Regions from separate parts of the Oryctolagus cuniculus genome. Here region 1 is linked to region 2. Evidence: chromatin contacts called from public Hi-C data. All regions are on one chromosome and are shown on one strand. The core of a region is the stretch at or near the end of the contact, and the rest is flanking DNA. Distances in the headings are between cores, read along the strand shown. Region 1 has its middle 50 kb from the start of SNX19. Region 2 has its middle 110 kb from the start of ADAMTS15.

What was found. A called contact is a pair of places that touch in the nucleus more often than the background predicts.
Region 1: a contact with region 2 is called in a Hi-C map of liver, with 6 times the contacts expected there. The contact joins two enhancer-like sites. A contact is called at or near these places in 2 of 6 Hi-C or Micro-C datasets (embryonic fibroblasts and liver).

The regions. Positions count from the first base shown.
Region 1 is chr1:124,765,859-124,772,769 of mOryCun1.1, reverse strand. No RefSeq gene overlaps it. Among named protein-coding and RNA genes, the nearest start is that of SNX19, 50 kb to the left of the region's middle. Within about 2 kb of position 5,194, at least 2 of the 8 cell types and tissues checked have an H3K27ac peak or open chromatin away from gene starts, as enhancers often do.
Region 2 is chr1:124,396,731-124,403,341 of mOryCun1.1, reverse strand. No RefSeq gene overlaps it. Among named protein-coding and RNA genes, the nearest start is that of ADAMTS15, 110 kb to the right of the region's middle. Within about 2 kb of position 1,826, at least 5 of the 8 cell types and tissues checked have an H3K27ac peak or open chromatin away from gene starts, as enhancers often do.

The DNA of each region.
Region 1 (6,911 bases), core at 3,945-6,444, 370 kb before region 2:
AGTTACACAGAGCCAGCACTGATTGGCTCAAAAATAAATGACTAAAAGGAGCAAAGCCCAGATGAATGTCTTAGTGTCGAGCAAGAAACAAGTGCAAATCCTCCGAACCTTTTTCCTGCTGTGACTTGGTAGCAACAGCGTGTGAAGCAGAGGCCACTGAAGGGGGAGAGGAAGTCCGGGTACCAGCAGCCACCTTGGCAGATACACTGGGCTATTCTTAGATGACTGAACCTTCTTGCCAACCCCCTGTCGCTTCTCCCCGTCTCTAGTCTGAAAGTCCATTTTAACTCTGCTTTCTTAGCAGTGGGAAGGAGTATGTGACAGGATATAGAGAATTACTGACTTGGATGTCCGTTCACCAACATGACAAAAACCTCAACCCTGCCTCCAAGCCCCTGCACGATTCCTGAGATGTGGTGGGTTAGGAGGCATGAACGAGAGGAAATATCAAGATCCAAACTTAGAAGACATTTCTTAAAATGATATTATCCTCTTTTTTTTTTTTAAACCCAAAGTAGGTCCCCTTGTCGCCAGTGTTTTTTAGGAAATGCAAGCTAATTTTAATCATCATGCCTTAGAATGCTGAAGGTAAATCTGCAGTTTCTACATAAATGATCCAACATCGGTTTTTCTTCCCACATTCTCTTGTGTTCCGTGTTACTGCTGCACTCTGTTATTATAGGCAGGGGAGAGTTGGCTTCAGTTACGTCCAGAAACTTGAATTACCCGATGAGAGGAATGACCATGCTAGTTCAATGCGAAAGTCTGATTGTAGATGTGGAATCTAACCTATCTGTGGAAGCTGTGACTTGTATGCAGAAGGTTTAATTGGATTGAGCAATCTGTAAGCCCAGGTAGCCAGCTATTTTTCCTGTACCCCTTGTTGAAGAATCATCCTGCTCTTATGTTATCAAAAAGATCCCCAAGAATGTTAATCTGAAGTGTCTGCATCTGCTGTCTTGCCATCAGGGAGAACAGACCTTCTGGGGAGGAGGTGGGAGCCCTTCACAGATGACTCGAGGTGATGGCAGGCCAGTTCCCTTCCAGCTTGCTGTGCTGTGTTTGCCTTCTGCTATGTTTGAAAGCAGATGAATTATTCTCTGAAGAAGAGTTCAGGCACCTTTCATTAAGGCGTTGTGAATCAGAAGAGTCACTTGGACTTGGTTGGCAGTGAAGTGTTTCTTAGGGACAGAATGTGTTTTGGAGAAGGTCTGGGCAGGAGATCAGGTGAGAAAGTTTCACAGAAACCTGGGCATCTTCGTTCTGCCCCAGACCACCTGTTCTTTCCAGCTTCCCCGCTCTGGCCCATGACTGCCTTTTCACCAGGTAGACTACCTTCCCTCGTCCAGTTTGTAGGGGTGGGCCCCCTCTACCTAACAGGGCAGTTCATGTTCCACCATCTCATGAAGCTCTGTCTGATGGCACCAGCCCAAACTCTGCCTCCAGACCTGAGTGACCACCTCCCAAGTCGGCATGCGTGTGTAAGAAGTCTTCAGTGAGCGTTGTAATCCCTCCACGGTCACATCTGCTGTCTGCTGTGACCCTCAGCCTCTGTGCCTCTTCTACCTTTTATAGAGATCTGTAAGCATCTAGATACATAGATATATCTTTTCCTACACTGAGTGCTCAATAGGAACAAACAAATGATGACGTTCACTTGAATACCATGCTTTATAACCCTAAGAGGTAAATAAGTAAGTAAATCTAGTATAAGAATAATGGTGGGAACAGAGGCAGGGATAGAGAGTAGCATAAAATTCACCTGTAGGATCTTACATCCTTGTTCAGTAACATCATTTTTTTTTTTTTTTTTTAAGATTTATTTGAAAGGCAGACATCCAAAGAAGTGGAAAGAGAAAGACCTTCCATCCACTAGTTCACTCCCCAAATGGTCACAACAGCCAGGGCTGGGCAAGGCCAAAGCCAGGAGCCAGTAGCTTCTTCCAGGTCTTCCATGTGGGTGCTAGGACCCAAGCACTTGGGCCATCTTCTGCTTTCCCAGACCATAAGCAGGGAGCTGGATCGGAAGTGGAGCAGCCAGGATGTGTACCGACGCCCATGTGGGATGCCAGCACTGCAGGCGGGGGCTGCATATCAAAGGAACATATCAATTGAAAGAAATTTGTTCTTTCATTTCCTGTGACAGAACCCACGTGGTGTTATAATAGTACTGTGTAAGTATACATTTCTAAACCTGTAAGCTTTTCAAAGAAAATGTGTCCTGATTTCACAATGATTTTTGAAGTCATCGAGCCATCAAGACCCAGGAGTCTGCTGACTCCCTGTTCCTTCACCTTGACCTACCCCTCACCTCACTGAAGTCAGTAAGGAAACAAGAAGAGTGTGCCTAAAGAAAACGCTCTCAGCCCTTCCCTCGTGTCCCAGTGCAATGAAGAACATGAAGAACTTTCTCTTCCGCTTTCTATTTGACTTCTCTACAGCTATTCTTGAATTCTTTCGTTCACAGGCTTAAAATTCCTTACGTCAGACCCTCTCAGACAATTAGCAAGATACCACAAGGAGGGGCCGGCCCTGTGGGTAAAGCTGCCTCCTGCAGTGCTGGCATCCCACATGGACATCAGTTCAAGACCCGGCTGCTCCACTTCTGATTCAGCTCCTCGCCATGGCCCTGGAAACCAGTAGAAGATGGCCCAAGTCCTTGGGCCCCTGCACCCACGTGGGAGACCTAGAAGAAGCTCCTGGCTCTTGGCTTCAGTTTGGCCCAGCTCCGGCCATTACAGCCATTTGGGGAGTGAACCAGAATGTAAGATTCTCATGGAAGATTCTCTCTCTCTCTCTTTCTCTCTCTGCCTCCGTAACTCTGCCTTTCAAATAAATAAATCTTAAAAAAAAAAAAAAAAAGATACCACAAGGAAAACCCTTTAAAGTAACCAGCTTGGCGAAAAGAAAGGATACCACAAATCCCTTTGTGGCACAGAGTGTTGCTATCTTCCCCCACAACACCTTTGCTGCTACCGCTACTTACCCAGACCCAACAGATCTAAACTAGGCGGCTGCCATGAGAAAGACCACTAAGGAATCCAGTGACCCAGGCAGGGCCTCAGGGGACAAAAATCACAAATGGTTTCTGAGCATGAAGAACAAGCCCCTGGGCCATCAGGACAAAGAGCGCAAGATCAGGTGGAGAGCAAAGAGGAGGAAGTTCAGGCTGAGGATCGGCAATGATGCATTTCATCACCGGAAGGAAACTAGACCCCTGGGTGCTCAGGTCACACATCGGTTTAGGCCTGAACAAGAAGGATCCCAGCTGCTGGGGGACGAAGTCCCTGCCTCATGCCAGTGCACATTTGCACAACACATGATGGGGAAGAGTCTGGAGCCAGGAGTGGTTCTGTATCCACCCCAGGGCAGATTGGTCAGTCTCCAGTGTAAACCTCCTTGGGATTAACCACTTATTCCAGTGGAGAACACCAGATAATTACTACCAGATCTGTCCCAGACAACTTTGTGTATCTCGCTTATGAGTGATTGCCCTCTCTCAGGGGATCTGTTTGGATGAGGAGTAACCCTGTTGCTCTTAACCCCTGCATGGGTGTGGGATTGTGTGAAGTGTGTGGCATTTACAGGAGAGACCTGGTCAGATCAGAGAGAGTGTGTGTGTGTGTGTGTGTGTGTGACCACAGCAGTAACATCTGTAGTCCTTTACTTGCACAAGCAGGACTGTATTCCCACCTTAGCAATCCGGAGGGGGCAAGGCAGAGCTTGGTTGCAGCAAGGTTTTGTACTAAGATTTGGATATGGGAAAAGTCCCTCCGTGGGGTGGGATGATCCAAGTTCTTTATAGCATTAGGGTTTCTCTGGAATTTTTTTTCCAAGTGATAGAAATTTTCCTGATCTAGACTCCTCCATGACAGGCAGCCCTGGACGCATAGTATGCCTCACTCAATTGCTTCTCTGTTCACTTCTGAAACCCTTTTCTTAAAAAACAAAACGAAGTAAATAGCATCGAGGGAAAACCCGCTTCTCAGGAAACTTCAGATCTGTCAATTTCTCCTTCTCTTTTTTGCCTTCAAAACACTTTGCCTTTACCGATGTTTTCCTCCTATACCAATTTGTAAACATTTTGATAAATTCTGTGCACTTTGTAAACTATTCACACAAGTAGAAAGCATAGCCATGCAACCATCTTCCCTGATCTTCAGGTTCACATTCTGAGACTTGGAGAGTTTAGCGACTTGTTGAGCTTTCCACGGAAAACCTGTTATGAAAACAGCACAGACTTTGAAAACCATAAAATAACCTTTAGAGACCCTGCTAAGGTTTCCTCTGCCCAGGTCACCTCGTCAGGGCAGCCCCCAGAGAAACTTTTGAAAACTGATGGGAAAATGCTGAATGATTAAAATTCAAGTGGGAAAGATGATGTATACAAGCAAGAACCTGATTATTAATTGCATTTGCTCCTAGTTCTGTCTGCCTCCTTCCTACCTGCATGGATAGGCAGTACATCACAAAGAAGTTCCTTTTGAAAGAATACAAAGAAAAGTTTAACTTGATGGGCATAGCACAGGTGACTTGGAAGATACAGCTATGTTTATTACGAAGCACATGGGACAGTCCATCTGTGACCCCTGCCCACCCCCCTCTGGCCTGGCCTGTTTGTTTGTCTTCACCCCCTGGAACTCCAGCCCCTTGGAGCAGACGGCCTCATGTTCACCCCTGCATTTAGTGTGATTCCAGGCATAGTTTTGTACTCTACCTGCGTGTTGTATGGGATACAGTACTATACCATAGTTGCTCCAGCAGTGAGCGTCACGTCCTAGATGAACCATTTTCTCCTGAAAGAAATGCCCAGGAGCCTTGGCGCGTTCCTGTACAACAGGCCAGTGGCAGGCACGTGACAGACATGGCCTGCACACAGTTGCCTGCTCCCTAAGTGAAGCTGGCAGGCTTCTTGGGGCAGTGAAACAGTTTTCTTTCCTTCTGGGTAGGCTGGGACTCCTCACCGCCCTCTGGCCATTTTTCTTTCCATCTGTCTGCACTCACAATAGGGCCCACACCCCTTGACCAAACAGATGACAGCAAGACCAGGGGAAGCCTTGGGCTTTTGTTCCCCTACAGCCCTCCCCTGTGCTGTGAAAATGCACCAAGCGCCAATGGTGGTGCTAAACCTCGGGCTGGGTTGTCCTGAGCTGCAGCAGCCTCTCTGAAAGCTTGGGGGAGGCTCTGGGGCCGGTTGCCACAGCAACCAGCTGGCTCCTGGCTCTCACGCCTCCGAGACTGCCTGTCTAGGTGGAGGAGGCAAAGTCCCCAGAAGCAGACCCCAGGCTAGCAGCTCATAACAACGACCCATCGCATAAGCACATATCCAGCTGCAGGCACTTGGTTGCTGGGGCGAAGAGGCCAGCTCATCACCGCAGGAGGAATCAGACAAATCCAGGTTCCAAAAGCTGCTCCTCTCTCTCAGCCCCAGCCCAGCCCCTCGTGGGAGTGTATCATTATTCCTGCCTCATGTTGGGTGGTAGATCATGCTGAGTTGGAGAGGCAGGAAGTACTGGCACCAGTGGGTGTGACTTCCTGTCGGTAGGGGACCGGCTGCACCTCTTGGTGAAGAGGGCAGGCAGGAGGGAGTGGGCAGCCAGCTTCCTGATTGGCTTGTTGGCGTGAAAAGGTCACACTCCCCACGAAGCGGGTGCTGGCCTTGGCCTTCAAGGAAGGCCATCCTTGCTGTGGGAGAACAGGTGATGCCTGAGTCCGTGAGCCCCATGTGGACAGTGAGTGGGACTGGGTACGTGTTCAGCTGGTATCTGAGCAGCTGGCTTCTCACTGTGGTCGAAACCATGTCACTGCTCTGAACTCTGGTTCTTCCCACACACAGACCCCAGGTGGAACCATGGATTAGATCATGCCCTGCCTCACAGCACCCAAAGAGAGCAGAAATGGGCTTTCAGGTCGGAGCCAGTTTCTGGACAAGGGATGATGCTCTCTGAGTGTTTGTCCTTGAAAACCAGCGAATGATTCCTTTTCATTTTGACTTTATTTTTTTTTAGATTTTTTTTATTTGAGAAATGGAGTTTCAGACAGAGAGGCAGAGAGAGAAAGAGAGGTTTTCCATCCACTGGTTCATTCCCCAAATGGCCACAACAGCTGGAGCTGGGCCAATCTGGAGCCAGGAGCCAGGAGCTTCCTCCAGGTCTCCCATGCAGGTATAGTGGCCCAAGCACCTAGGCCACCTTACACTGCTTTCCCAGGTCATAAGCAGGGAGCTGGATCAGAAGAGGAGCAGCCGGGACATGAACCAGCACCCAATATGGGATGCCAGCACTGCAGATGGAGGCTTAGCCTACTCTGCCACAGCGCCAGCCCCCTCATTTTGACTTTTCCATAGAGAGAGCTTCCATGTACTGATTCACTCCCAAGGTTGCACCAGGCCAAGACCAGGAGCCTGGAGTTCCATCCTGGTCTCCAAACAAGTGGCAAGAGGCCCAGATACTCAGGCCATCTTCCACTGCCTTTCCAGGGAAGGCAGGGAGCTAGATTGGCAGCCAGAATTTGAACCAGCGTTCCAGTACGGGATGTTGCTGTCACAAGTAGCAACTTAACCTGCTGCGCTGTAACCCTTGCCTTGTGTGGGACTTTCTGTATGACAAAGTATTTCATGTCCAGTATCTTAGGTATGCACAATCAATGGCAGAGGTTGTTCAGGAGGCTATTTGTGTTGTATTACTGCAGAGGAAATGGAAATGCAGAGTTTGTTTTTCTCCAAGATCACTCTCCCAGTTTACTGGGAGAATGTGGCCCGAGGATTAAGACCACAGGCGTGGAGCCAGTGCTGTGGCGTAGCAGGTAAAGCTGCTGCCTGCAGTGCCAGCATCCCATATGGGTGCCAGTTCGAGTCCTAACTGCTCTACTTCCAATCCAGCTCCCTGCTATGGCCTGGGAAAGAGGTGGAA
Region 2 (6,611 bases), core at 577-3,076:
GAGAGAGGGATAGACACACAGAGAGAGATCGTCCATCTGCTGGTTCACTCCCCAGTTGTCTGCAGCAACAATGGCTGGGCCAGGCCAAAGCCATGAGCCTGGAACTCCACATGGGTGTCAGCATAGGTGGCAGGAGTCCAAGTACATGGGCCATTGCTCACTGCCTCCTGGAAGCTGGCTCAGAAGCAGAGGCGGGACCTTATCCCAGGCACTCCAATATAGGATGGGGTGTTCCAAGCAGAGGCTTACCTTGCCAACCCCTTGCCATTTTCAGCACGGATGAACCTAGCGGACAGCGTGCTAAGTGAACTAAGTCAGCACTTGCTAAGGGACGAGGGAGGGGACAGGAAGAAGTGATGCTGGGGCAGTTGGGGGTACAACGTCTCTCTTACACAGGATAGAAGACAGGCAGAGCTGTTGCATGACCCAGCAAATATCATGAAAAGCTCAGCTTTTCACCACTGCAATGAAACACCAGGGGCTATTAATTAAGGAAAGAGGTTCATTTCACTCACAGTTCTGGAAGTTCACAGGCAAGGTGCCAGCACCTGCTCTGTTCTGGTGAGGACCCTCTGGGCTGTGACACTTCACGCCATGTGGCAATGGGCCTATGGAAGCAAGTGTGGGACAGAACCAGCACATCTCAACACAGGAGATCAGCCCGTGTGGGGCCAGGATCAGACTGGTAAAGCAGCCCTCTTGAGAGAGATATCGAAGAGCCCCGTGAGAGACACCGCACTCCCTTTCAGGGGCACCTCCCTGGTTGATCTGCGTCCCTCCCACGAAGCCTCATCTCTCAAAGCTTCTGCACACCTCTCGACACCACCAGCCCCAGGTCCAAGCTCCCAGCAGCAAACCTTGGGAGACCGTGTAACCATATCCCAACCACAGCAGCGCCGTGGCTAACGACGCAGTTTCACACTGCATCACACTGCACTGGGCAACGTCTTCAGAGGGCAGATCTTGCATTACCAAGCACAAAAACCAAAAAACCCACAGAGCTTTGCTTAAGCACCTCGGTTGAGGTGATGCTATTACAGCCGTGTGCACTGATCCAAACTCAAATTACGTACATTAAATGTGTGCAATTTTTTGAACGTCAATTGCACCTCAATAGGGTGAAAATAATTTTTAAATTTCATGGTAAAAAATCAAAAAATAAAATAGAAGGCTTCATTTAAAAATATTTAAGAAAAGGCCCTGAAGGCTCAATTAGGAGTTTATAAGAAATGCAAAACACCCACTTCCCACCTCCATCTACTGAATTAGGAGCTCCGGGACCCCTGGAAGCTGTGTCCTCCCAGGCTTCCTGGTGGACTCTGATATACACTGGCAGGGGAGGGCCCCTGGACTCTCCCTTCTTCTTCCCCAGCTGTGTTCTTTCCCAGGCACTTGAGTTGATCTCTAACGCGCTGTGCGGTAGGCAGGCAAGCAGCAGCATTTATCGGCTTTCCGTGGGTGAGAAGAGAAATCCAGACACCGCAGGCCTCACCCAGGGCCACACTGCTGATGTGCCACGGAGCCTGGCTGCAGCCCGGTGTCTGGGAGCCAGGACTGTGCTGTTTCCATCAGAGTCAGAGAGAATGGTGATGGCACGGGGCCCACCAGCCCCCAGCCTCCTGACTTCCTCTCTCCCCTTCCCCTGGACTTGGCCAGCCTCCTGACAACAAGCTGTGTAGAAAAGGCTTGTGAGGCCGATGACAGCTGCCTGCAAGAGCGGGCGTCACGTGGGTTTGGTGCCGAGCTGCCACTGCACTCCCTGCGACAGTGGAAACACTCAGCCCGCGTTCAGTCCAGGCCTGGAAAGTTGAACACAGCACAGGCAGCATGACTCGGCCAGGCTCCGCGATCGCAAACACTAGGCTCATCCGATGCCACAGCCCCGCGCTGGCTGATGGCAGGAATGTAGAAACACAGCCTCCCATGACCCCGAGGAACACAGTCACAGGAGTCGGGCCAGGAGCCAGCTCCCGGTGCCAAGCCCTCTCAGGCAGACATGGCCAGAGTTCAGAGAAGTATCTCCAGGCCCTGAGCAGTCAGTCCGAGGTAGGAGAAAGAGCCTGGGCTTTGGAGGCACAGGGACGTGGGTTTGTAATCAGTGCCCCCACTGTGGGCCTTGCAAGCGAGGTCATATCCTTGTCCTTCTCTGAAACTCTATTTCCCCATCTATAAAATGGGATGACACCTGCGGTGGAGCAGGTGTCACATGATAGCACAGGCAGGTGTCCTGGCAGAGCCCTCGGCCTTGGAGTTGCTCAGTATTGCTTATTTCCTTCCTTCTCTCTTTCCTGTGGGGCCCTCCTTCTCCGAGAGCCTAGGAAGGGAGAGCCAAAATGACTAAGGAAAATGACTATTTGAGGGCAGAGGACAACTTCTAAAAGTGGCCTCTGATATTGGGTCATACCTTATACGCTTTATGTTGACACTGTACTTGGGGGCTGTCGGCTCCCTGAGTGTCTTAGCCAGCATCCAGCACTCGCCACACACAGTGCTGAGCTGCCCTGGAACTTACGGAATATTGGACATGAAGCACTGAGCAGGAATTGTCCAAAATCTGCCCATTAATCTTAAGCCGATCAGCACTGCTCACTTATCAGTGACTCTGGCAAGCCCACAGACTGAACCTGGCCCTCTGCCCACTTTTTTTTAAATTATTTATTTATTTGAAAGGCAGAGTGATGGTGGGGGGGGGAGACAGAATGAGAGATCTTCCATTTATCTGCTGCTTCACTCCTCAAATGGCTGCAATGGACAGGGCTGGGCCAGGCTGAAGCCAGGAGAGGGGAACTCCAACCAAGACTCCTGTGTGGGTGGCAGGGCCCCAAGAACATGGGCCATCATTGCCTTTCTGGGAGCATTAGCAGGGAGCTGGATGGGAAGTGGAGCAGCCGGGACTCGATCCGGCACTCCGATATGGAATGACAGAAATGTTGGATGCCTCTGGCTCAGGACAGAGCAAGACCCAGGTCCAGCACCTCTCTCTCTCTCCCTCTCTTTATCTCTCTCTCTCTCTCTCACCCAAGTCCCCTTCCCCGCTCTGCCTCTCAAATGGAGAGCCCCCTCTTGTGTGGCAAGAGGTTTTGAAACTTGGCCACACAATCCCCAGAGCCAGGGCACCCGAAGGCAAGGGACAACCAAGAGCAATTGTAGCAGCTGATTTGGTGACTCCTTTAAGCAGTATAAAGAACAAGGATTATTTATGCCCAACCAGGAGCATGAGGATCCGACATAGGATACAGAGTTCATAAGCTGTTCAGTAATGAATACAGCTTCTACCAGGCAAAGAGCATTCTCTCGTCTCAGACTCACCCCCAGTTCAGGGAGGGCTCCATGCACCGTGCAATCCAGGGAGGTCTGATCAGATATGCAACGCAGGCACTTCGTACTAAGCTAAGATTCAGGCCTGCCTGACAGCATCTTGGGAGCTGGCTATAAGCCTCCTTTGTCCAAACCCCAGAGGTACCCACACGGTGCTTTCCCACGGTGGTCCCTCAGAAACTCACACAGCACTTGGAACAAGCACCAGCCAAGCTCATGTTTGGTCAAGAATGTCGCCTTCCACCCCCACCCCCACCCCACAAGTGAACTTCATTGCTGCCCTTGCAGTGTTGGGAACAAGTGTTTGCCAAATGAAAAAAAAGGCAAATCAAAACACCCAACGTACTTCTTCCCTGGGCTACCCGTTCCTGGCTTGATCTATATCACTTACGTAAGGGTGGTGTTATTTATTAGAATGGGCACAGGGAGTTCCAGGAAAGGCCTGGAGAGCCAGCCTGGCGTTGGGTCCCCATGAGTCCAACAGAGACACAAGGGAGACAGCAGCCTTGAGTGGGGTCAGGAGCGGCTTCTGATCCCAATCCCCAGAGCCAGGCCACACCCCGCCCACAGACACGGACACGTAACTGTATGGACCTCAATGCAGAGGGGCTTTGAGACAAGGAAGAAGTAGGCTCTTGGGGTCTCCAAACCCCTGGAAGGTCAGTCTGAAAAACCCATCTTTGGGGGGAAAACGGTGATTCTTTCAACACACAGTCCTGGCTCTACTGCTGGCAGCGTGCACATCCCCCAACTCCAGCACCTGCAAAGCCCCAAACCCCAAATCCTTTGCTTTGCTTCTGTTGACTTCTCTAAGGTTTTGAAACTTGGCCACTTGTGGGGAGCTGAGGTCTGCATGCTTGTTGGTTCCCATTTTGCCCTTCTGGAAGCTGGCCCCGCCCCGCCCCCAGGGTGATGCCCCGCCCCGCCCCAGGGTGATGTGATGTCTGGAGCTACCTCCCAGCCTCTTTGTGATTCCCCAGCAGCGAAGTCAGATTCTGGCTGGGCTCTGTAGCCTGCAACTTCCCCTGACACGTGCTCCTAGTTGTCCCAACAGCACTGCGGAAAGAAGCCCAGGCCCTTACCAACGGCCCACGGGCAGCCTTCCTCAGCCCGCCCTGTTCCTCTCCGTTTCTCCAGTTCCTGAGCCCTCTCTCCTCTACATCTTATCATATCGTGTCTCCTGTTATCATCAGGGACAGATAAAAGGTCCAGCAGGGTTGGTGTTTTGGCTTAGCAGCCCCCCATCAGAATGCATGTGTCAATACCTGGCCCCCGCTCCTGATTCCAGCTTCCCTCTCCTGTAGCCACTGGAGAGCAGCAAAGTTGGCTCAGGTGACGGGGTTCCCACCACCCATGTGGGACACTTGCACTGAGTTCCCTGGCGCTGGTCTGGCCCAGCCCTGGCTGTTTCAAGCATTTGAGGAGTAAACCAGCAGATATGAGTGTGTGCTTGCTCACTCACTTGCACGCTCTCTCGCCCTCTCAAATTTAAATCCCAACGTCATTGCACCAACAACAATGAAAGCTCTTTTGTCGTTTTTTGATCAACAGAAAATATTCCAGGCACTGTTTTCAAAAAACAGATCAAGTCCTGTCTCCAGTGGAATTTCCATTCTAGTGGCAGGTCACTGCCTGGATCGGTCAACAATAAGCAAATAGAGAAATCGATAAATAAAATAAATAATACACTAGGGGCCAACGCTATGGCATAGCAGGTAAACTTGCCGCCTGCAGTGCTGGCATCCCATAGGGGCGCCTGTTCGAGTCTGGGCTGCTCCACTTCCACTCCAGATCTCTGCTAGGGCCTGGGAAAGCAATGGAGGATGGCCCAAGTCCCTGGGCCTCTGCACACACATGGGAGACTGGGAGGAAGCTCCTGGCTCCTGGTTTCGGATTGGCACAGCTCTGGCCATTGCAGTCATTTGGGGAGTGAACCAGAGGATGGAAGACCTCTCTCTCTCTCCCTCTCTCTCTGCCTCTGTATCTCTGCCTTTCAAATAAATAAATCTTCTTAAAAAAAATTGCCGGCGCCGTGGCTCAGTAGGCTAATCCTCCACCTTGCGGCACCGGCACAGCGGGTTCTAGTCCCGGTCAGGGCGCCGGATTCTGTCCCGGTTGCCCCTCTTCCAGGCCAGCTCTCTGCTGTGGCCCGGGAGTGCAGTGGAGGATGGCCCAAGTGCTTGGGCCCTGCACCCGCATGGGAGACCAGGAGAAGCACCTGGCTCCTGCCATCGGATCAGTGCAGTGCACCGGCCACGGCGGCCATTGGAGGGTGAACCAACGGCAAAGGAAGACCTTTCTCTCTGTCTCTCTCTCTCACTGTCCACTCTGCCTACCAAATAATAATAATAATAATAATAATACACTGAGAAGCAGCGCAGTGTGCCGGGGACTTGGCTAGGCCTTTTCTGAGCCTTGGTGGAAGCTGTCACTTGCTGTCTTCAGATTGATCAAAATTTTCACTCTTCAGCCACAGACTCGGATGCACTGAGTTAGGTGATCCATGATCTCTGCTTCTAGCAACCAACGCTTACATGGAGACACCAGTAGTCCTCCCCCCTGAGGCTTACACAGGGCAGGAAATCTGTGTCAAGTGCTGAGTGCCCCCTCTGGGACCCAATCAAACCAAATAAAGGCAACTAGAACAACACGGGGAGGGGTGGGGCCCCACTGGCCAAGACCAGCTCGTTGGCTCTGTCCAGGTTTGGTGCTCTGTTCCAGCAGCCCAGAGTCTTATGAGCAATTGACCCCTGAACTGAGAAACTGCTCCAAAGAGCTTAGCTGAAAGTAACGTGACGAAAGTGACATGAGCAATAGATGACAGAGTCGGCAGAGGAATTCAGACTTGCCTGGAAGCAAGCGGGCATTTCTCATTTTCTCCACTGGGGCTTCTCTTCTCCCGTGAACAGGAAGTGATCAACGCGCCTGCGTGCCAGTAGATGAACCCATCAGTCTTCTCCTAAGGCAGAAACCCCCAGGTGCGTTCTACGGCGTCTCAGAAGCCTCCCCGGTGGGTCTGAGCTCTGGCTACCCCAGATGAATAACACGTTCCTGTCTCTTCCCTTCGGCTTCTATCTCCCAACAGTCATTGGAATCATTCCCTAAACAATTATCTCCACAAACCCTGCCTACTGGGCTCTGTGTTTTTGGAAGGACCATGGATGACATGGTCACACTCTACGTCTTTCAGAGCCTTCCAACCTGACATTGTTGATAGGGGTGTGTGTGTGCGCGTGTCTGCATGTGTGTGTGTCGTGTGTGTGTGTGTGTGTGTGTGTGTGTAGTTAGCCATA